Regions from separate parts of the Mus musculus genome. Here region 1 is linked to region 2. The links are chromatin contacts, called in public Micro-C maps. All regions are on one chromosome and are shown on one strand. Each heading gives the region's core, a stretch centred on a gene start, on an enhancer-like site or on the middle of the called end of the contact. The rest is flanking DNA. Distances are from core to core; before and after follow the strand shown. Region 1 has its middle 54 kb from the start of Pde4d. Region 2 overlaps Depdc1b (DEP domain containing 1B).

Region 1 (3,725 bases), core at 384-2,883, 210 kb after region 2:
TCATAGTGAGATGCCCTGCCCCCTGTTCCCTTATCAAACATTAACCAAGACAGTACCCCACAGGCTTATCTACAGACAAGTCTATGAAGGCATTGTCTCAGTTATGATTTCCTCTTTACAGATAGGTCTATGTTTGAGTCAAGTTGAGAGAAACCAACCATCACAATGGTCCAACAAGTGTCACAGTCTTGTTCCTCTTTTTTGTTCTCTGGTCCTCTATGGTCATTCATACATGAGCTGAAAAGGTTAGAAATAGGTAGGGAGAGGACGTACGTGTCAAAAACTTGACCTAGGGTCTCACAGGAGCCTCTGCCTCATGGGAGTTAAGAGACTATCAAGAAACCTAGTTATCATTTACTCTGTCCTCCACCAATTGATTTTCTTGTGATTCATTCTTTTAGAACTGTGTTGCCTACTATGGTGGCTACCAGCTACATGTAATTATTCCCATTTATTAGATTGATTAATTAAATAAACCTAGTTCTTCTCTCCGAACATTATGTCAGATGCCTGCTTGCCCACATGTGGTAGTACTTCTCAGCATGTCAAGAGCTGACCCAGGAAGATCATCCCAGCAATCAAGGCCCATGTGTTGCAAGCTCGTCTCTGGAAACCCCATCTTCCTTGTCATCAGTGACCTGGCCTCAGGGGACCTTTATATTTAAGTAGAGTGATGTAGTCCTAGCAGAAAGTTTTGAGTTTTTAATTGCACCCAGGTTAATAAACTCATTGTTCCAATGAAAATAATGGTTTCCCAGCATTCCATTCTGATGAGTTCTTAGTCATGCAGTGAATATGGTTTCATTAAACACCACCCACTCACTGTGTACTTGTTACATGAGGAATGAATGCGACTCTGTCTCTAGATAAATGAATAAGATGGAGACGGGAGGGGGAGAAGAACAGGGGGGAGAGAGAAAAAAAACCCTAACAAAACAAAACAGCTTGATTAAACTGCAAGAAGAAAATGTCTATCTTTTATTCCTACTTGGAAGACTGTAGACAGTTTAAATGACCAGACCTTGATGAAATTCTCTGCCATTAATATACTAATATTACCATTTATTGCAATTTACAAGCCAGAGAATCATTGGATTCCAAACTAAACAAAGGCTTTATAGAAATACTGTGTCCTGTTCAACCTTAAAAAGAGTTTATAAAAAAGGTATGTCCTTCTCAGCCTTAAAACGAGACGGCTTTTGCTGTATGCCAAGCGTTGTGTTGACTGCTTTGCCTTCTTTTCCTTGTTGGAGTTTCACAACGCTCTCCAGTAAGGGCCAGCTGTGCACCTGCTGGAGAGGGGGAGCCTGGAGCAGTGCCAAGGCCGGGCACTGAAGCTGAGCAGATTAGACTCAAATCCCATTTCCTCTACTTACTAGCTTCAAGAGGGAAAGGATTTGCTTGACTTTGGTTAGCCCCAGTCTTCTTACATGTAAAACAGAGAACACAGTTTCCACCTCATGGGATTATGGCAAGGAGCAAGACGTTTAGAGCAAAGTGCTAAGTGTGCTACCTGGTATGCAGAGTGTGATTAAGGAAAGAGGAATCCTTCCACCATCAGTGTCACTCACCCTGCCTCATACATATCCTCAGCAAGTATTTGCTAAGTAGATGGCTGGCTGGAAGAATGTCACCCATTCTTTCCATCATTGACTCAGCATTCTCTGGGAGTGTAGGTGGGATGATGTGGGGGAGGCTGAGACTCATTCAACCTCAAATATCTTCTCCCTGGACCTGGCTGCTGTTTACAAATCAAGCATTACTCATTCTTTTCAGCTCAAGCCCCCCCCCCTTTAAATTAGATATTTTCTTCATTTACATTTCAAATCCTAATTTCCTCTCTGAAAATCCTCTATACCCTCCCGCTCCTCCTGCTCCCCAACCCACTCACTCCCACTTCCTGGCCCTGGCATTCCCCTATACTGGGGCATAGAATCTTCACAATACCAATGGCCTTTCCTCCCATTGATGGCCAACTAGGCCATCCTCTGCTACATATGCTACTAGAGACACGAGCTCTGGGGGTACTGGTTAGTTCATATTGTTCCTCCTATAGGGCAGCAGACCCCTTCAGCTCCTTGGGTACTTTCTCTAGCTCCTTCATTGAGGACCCTGTGTTCCATCCAATAGATGACTGAGCATCCATTTCTGCGTTTGCCAGGCACTGACACAGCCTCACAGGAGACAGCTATATCAGAGTCCTGTCAGCAAAATCTTGTTGTTATATGCAATAATGTCTGTGTTTGGTGGTTGTTTATGGGATGGATCCTGGGTAGGGTAGTCTCTGGGTCCTTCCTTCCATCTCAGCTCCAAACTTTGGCTTCCTTCCATGGGTATTTTATTCACCCTTCTAAGAAGGAATGAAGTATCCACACTTTGGTCTTCTTCTTGAGTTTCATGAGTTTTGCAAATTGTATTTTGGGTATTCTAAGTTTCTGGGATAATATCCACTTGCCAGTGAGTGCATATCATGTGTGTTCTTTTGTGATTGGATTACCTCACTCACAATGATATCCTCCAGATCCATCCATTTGTCAAGGCCCCTTTCATAAGCAAGTATCATATTAGGAAGGAATACATTAAGCTTTTTTGTGCAACGTGGCTCTGATCTAGCTACCAAGCTTCCCATCAATGGCAGCAAAGTGAAATCAGCTTTGGCCTGGAATCTAGGGCTTCTGGTCTCTAGATACACCTCTGTCAGCAGGTAGAACCACATCCCTGGGCTCCAGGACCTCATTTTTCCTACTGCTTACATGGGAGATTAGAGTAGATTTCCAGTAAATGGAAGATTATTTATTTTGTGAGTGGGGCACCAGGCAGCTAAGGTCAGTGGTAATGCTTAGGGGATGCTCAGATTAGTGAACTTGGAAAAGCTACAGTGAAGGGATTAGATAGCCTTGGAAGAAAGAGGAACATTTTCCCAGGATGGTCACGCTCTGTGTTACAAGGAGGACACAGGGAGAAGGACCAATAGTGAACAGGAATCAGCATGGTTGTTTTAGGAGTGTTTCACAGTACTATTTGAAGCCATTGTGGGTCACAAACACCATGCCTACATCTTACTGGATAACCACTAACAGATGGCCATCTGGCATGAAGCCAGTCAACTGATCTAAACACAATGTCATCCTTTTGCAGAAAGCCTTTCTGGACATTTCAGCAAATGCCTCTGGTCATGAGTGTCAATTCAGTGGTACAGCGGTAGACCGCCAATAAGTGGTGGGTATAGAGACACTGGCTGGGCCCACAGCAAGCAGCAGTGAAACTGCTCTTTGTGGCTGTAGGTATCCCATGGAATAGACTTAGAGTCAGCAATTGCTGAACATCTTCTGCATGGCAGACACCCTAGAGGCTTTTGGTTCGCTTAAGCAGATCTAGGGAATAGTATGGCTTTCTTCAAATGATCATCATCATTATCATCATCATGATAATGATCATCATCATATCTCAGCAGCAGCAGCAGCAGCACCATTGCCACCACTGCCATCGTCATCACCATCGTCACCATTTTCACCATCATCAAAGGAAACTGTCAAAGAAAACAGCAGTAGAGGTCATAGTTCAATGTAAGATCTCTGGCTGCCTACTTTCAGACTTTTTCCAAGTGTGTCATGTAGCCTCCAGGATGTTTTTCAGATATTGCTGTTAAACTTCAGTATTCTTTGCCCATGGGCATTGTGGATGGAATTATTGTTCTCATATTATTGCTATTTTCAGGCACTTCT
Region 2 (4,348 bases), core at 660-3,159:
ATCTCGATGCTGTTTGTAGAGATGTAAATGAGTGGGTGACTGTGAGTCTCGTGGGTAGGGGTGGTGTGAACAGGCTTGGGTAGGTTACAAAATCTAAAGGTAAAACATTCGTTCCCTTCCTTCTGTTTGTTGTTTTCCACGGTGTGTAAAGTCCTTGTGTGTGCCCCCTGCTCTCGTGTGCGTCTGTGAAAACCAAGCCTAGGAATACTGTACATACTTGAATGAGAACAATCCTGTGTGTGCTGTTACTGTGGTAGCCCTGACCCAGTGCATATTCTGATTTCTCCTGTGTAAGTCCCACTGGTTGTTGTTTGTTTGTTTGTTTTTATTTTTTAATTTCTTGTTTGTTTGGTTAGTGTGAAAAGTCCAACTGTTTTGCACTGTGATTGCCGTGTCTTGTATTGCAGATTTGCCTGTCGCTCTTTGATTACCCGTATGCCGGGCTGGGTCTGCGCGTGGCTGGATGTGGAATGGTGTGCATCTGCCCCCGGGCCCGCAATCCGGGTCTCCGCTAAAGGCGGCAGGTTGAGCTGGATGAAGTCTTTGGTTCCCTTAGACCTGCAAACCTGAATTCAGTCTGTTTTATGAAAAGTATAAAGGGGTTGAGTGAGATGAATTACGTCCTTTATGAATATATTTTCTCAGCTTCTTCATTGTTTTGAAAGTACATGGAATGTAAATAAATACTGAGTTGTTTATATATATATATATATATATATATATATACTATGCCTTGTGTTTTTCTTCTTTGCTATTTATTTGGATAAGTTAGGGAGTCTCCTCAGATGGCTTTGCCAATGTTTTCACATCACTCTGTGTGTGTATCATGAAGGAAGTGAGGTTTATTTTTGGCTTTTGTATTGGCTTCAGGAAAATGTGTCCCCCCATGTCTGTCTGTCTGCCTGTCTGACTCTGTGTTTTTCCCTGCCTCTCCCTTTTTCTTTCTTCCTCTATTCTATTCTTCCTCCTCTTCTCTCTTCTCACTTCATTGTTTCTTCTTTAAAATAGTGGCACATCTGAAACATCTCTGAGATGAATTACCCTGAGTTGATTTGTATGCTCTTGCATTGGAGATCTGCCCCTGTGGCAGAGTACTTTCTATCGCTGACAGAGATTTTGCCCATTTAAAAATTTATAAGTATTCCTGTTCCAGATATGTAATGTGACTTTTAGACTGAGTATTCTTAGACTGGACATTTTGTTGAAGCAAGTATAGTCGTGCTCAGTCCCGCTCTGTGATGGAGAGCTCTTTTGTCTGCTGTATTTGGAAGTGAGTGTGTGTGTGTGCGTGTGCGTGGATGTTTGTGTGACTGCTTTCTGTTTCATGCTTGCTTCTTGAGACATTCGTATGTATAAACACTGTAAGTCAAGTATAGCAGTGATGTTACATAGCAGCAGTGTCCAACGTGGTTCTGCCAGCTAGCAGGTGCGCCATCGGTGTGTGCTTTTTGACTCAGTGGTTTCACCAAAGCTGGCCTTGTTGGGTTTGAGTCCTTGGTGTGTAGGCGAATACTGGTGTCTCTCTGATTACAGTTTCACTCTGATTTTAATATAGCTGTACAGTTTATGGAGTCTTAGACTTTACATTTTTATAAAATTTTAACTACTTCTCATTTATATACACGTACATTCTATGATTTAGAGTGTATTGAACCTCTTTGAGCGTATTGAATCACTTTGGTGATTACTGCTATATTTTACAATTGTGCCACTTAGTTTTTGACAGCTTGACATAATCTTTATTCACCCAGAAAGCAGGAACCTCAGTTGAGGATTTGCCTCCCCAAATTGTATTGTGGGTGTGTCTCTGGGGCATTTTCTTGATTGATTGATTGACTGATTGATGTGGGAGGGCCCAGCCCACTGTAGTTCGTTCCACTCTCCAGCAGGTGGCTGTCTAAGAAAGCAAATTAAGTAGGCCACAGAGAGGAAGCCAGTGAGCAGCATACCTCTGTGGTCTGTGTCAGTTCCTGCCCTGATGTCCCCTCAGTCCCTCTCATGGTGTTTCCAGGACATGTAAGGAAACCCTTTCTTCCCCATGTTGTTTTGGGTCATGGTGTTTACCACTGTAACAGAGAAGTGAACAAAGACACTGTTAGCAAGCCTTCCAGTCATGAACCCACCATTAATTTTTGGTAGATGATAATCTTTACTTTTTTAAATTTACATATTATTTGTTTCTAAGTATTTAATACTTTGAAAAATGTTAGTATCAATATATTTTTTATTCTAAGTGTCTGGAAGCTCTTTTGCTTCTGTTTGTATGGATTATAAACCTGGGTTTTCTTACTGACTGTTTGTGACCTTGCTATACTTTCTCATTAATTCTAAATAGTTAGTGTGACATCTTTGTTTGCTTTTCTACATTTCCTACAGATTAGCAAATAATCAGTTTTTGGTTTTCTTTTTTGTATTTGAGCTATTCTCAGTAGTCTCTGTTTTCTGATTCTTAATTTTGAAAACAATTACATTTGTGTGTGTGTGTGTGTGTGGTGTGTGTGGTGTGTGTGGTGTGTGTGCGGGAGGGCTGTCAGTTAGAGGGCAGCTTGCAGGAGTCAGTGGGTCATGGGGATTGAAAAACTCAGGTTGAGAGGTCTGGCAGCATCCCGCCTGTCCCTGTTAAGCCTTTTCTCCAGCCATGCTTGATAGCTAATGCTTATGTTGTCTCTTTTCCTTGAATGTGGGATAAGGAGAGGCTCAGCATGGGAGAGCTGCTTCATCTTGTCAGTTTTAGGACGCAAACTCAGACAAATGGCTGAGGAACCTAGTTAACATACCAAAGCAGACCTGGCCAGCTCTTCCAACATCCCTCAGTTCCTACCTGTTACAGGATATGGTTGGCACACCCTACTCTAAACTTTTCCAGAGGGGGGTTGGGCTGCCCTTCCCTATATAACCCAGCCATTTTGTCTACGGGCCTTTTGTTTGGTCCACCCTTTACCCTCCTGGCCTCTTGGTCTGGCTCTCTCCTTTCCCCCTCCTCATATGCCCTTGCTCACATGACCCTAGCCTCAGGGTCCTGCTTAGTCTGGACTCTCCCAGATGTCCCTGCCACCGGCTATGCTCTCCCTTTTATCTACAGTAAACCTTCTCCCCAGCCATACCTATGAACAGTCTTGTCCTTCCGTCCTTCCTCCCTCCCTCCCTCCCTCCCTCCCTCCTTCCCTCCCTCCCTTCCTCCCTCCCTTCCTTTCTTCTCTTTTTCATTCAGTCAACAGCCAGTGGAAATAAGAGGCCTGGCAATAGCTTTTAAGGCCTACCTTAGTCCATTTTGAGGTGATTGGCCCTAGCTGAATTGCATTCTTTGAGAAACTCAAGAGCCAAAAGGACTGAACTAAGTTGGATTTTCAGACACAAGAAACTATTATATGGTATGTATGTATATGTATATGCATTCATAATAAATAACTTGAGGTGTAATTTTTACTGCAGTAATTGAAATGATATGTTTAAGTCCCACCCCAACTCCCCAGCCCCTGTATATTGCTGAACAGAGATAACACCTGTCACTATTCTTGATTTTAAAGGGAAAACTTTTAGGATACTAAAAAACTTTTAGAGTATTTGTGTATTACTTTTTATCATAGTAAATTAAGGTTTATTTTTTTTTTAAATTACCTTTTCATGTATATGCAAGTGTGGTAGAATATGCCCACTGGTACTGGCAGGTGTGCATCGTCGTGGAGGCCATAGGAAACCTTGAGTTGTTTTCTCCATTGCCCTCCACCTTGTTCTTTTGAGACAATGTGTCTTACTGGACCTGGACAAAAGCTGGTAGCCAGCAAGCCCTTGGCATCCTCCTGTCTCTGCCCTACGCCCCAGCACTGAGGTTGCAAACAGGCATAGCTTTTCATATGGGTGGTGGGATTTAAACCCAGCCCCTCAAGTCTGTGAAGCAAAAGGCCTTCTCTAAGCCATCTCTCCAGCCCCGTGAACTTTCTTTCTCTTGCACATGGGGCATATCCTAGTAGTGAATCCAGCATTGAATCGAGTGGAGAGTGGTGCAAACGCAAGTCACAACACATCATAGTATACATTTAATACATGGCTAGATTCTTTAGTTAACATGTTGTGTGTGTGTATTTGTTTGAGACATTATCTTGCTGTGTAGCCAAGGCTAGTCTTGAGTATGCGATCCCCCTGCCTTTCTATTCCATGTGAATATTTTACGTCATGTTGTGGAACACAGTGCTCCCTTATGAACACTGTAGTTCGTCCCTTCTCCCCGCCCCCCAACCCGATCAACAAATTTTGCTTTTATTTCTTAATCTTATTTACTTTTTGACAGTGTGAACCGAAATGTGCTGGTTGTGTGGCTTGTTTGTACATGCAAATCACTCTTCTTTGA

What was found. Hi-C and Micro-C count contacts between places; a contact is called where the count stands out from the background.
Region 1: a contact with region 2 is called in a Micro-C map of embryonic fibroblasts, with 4 times the contacts expected there. The contact joins two enhancer-like sites. A contact is called at or near these places in 2 of 484 Hi-C or Micro-C datasets (embryonic fibroblasts and trophoblast stem cells).

Annotation. Positions count from the first base shown.
Region 1 is chr13:108,598,083-108,601,807 of GRCm38.p6, forward strand. No RefSeq gene overlaps it. Among named protein-coding and RNA genes, the nearest start is that of Pde4d, 54 kb to the right of the region's middle. Within about 2 kb of position 1,634, at least 38 of the 459 cell types and tissues checked have an H3K27ac peak or open chromatin away from gene starts, as enhancers often do. A contact at or near this core is called in embryonic fibroblasts, where this site is marked.
Region 2 is chr13:108,388,857-108,393,204 of GRCm38.p6, forward strand. It overlaps Depdc1b (DEP domain containing 1B), which reads left to right. Exons shown (of 11, transcript NM_178683.4): 11 at 1-701. Among named protein-coding and RNA genes, the nearest start is that of Gm41056, 11 kb to the right of the region's middle. Within about 2 kb of position 1,910, at least 10 of the 459 cell types and tissues checked have an H3K27ac peak or open chromatin away from gene starts, as enhancers often do. A contact at or near this core is called in embryonic fibroblasts, where this site is marked.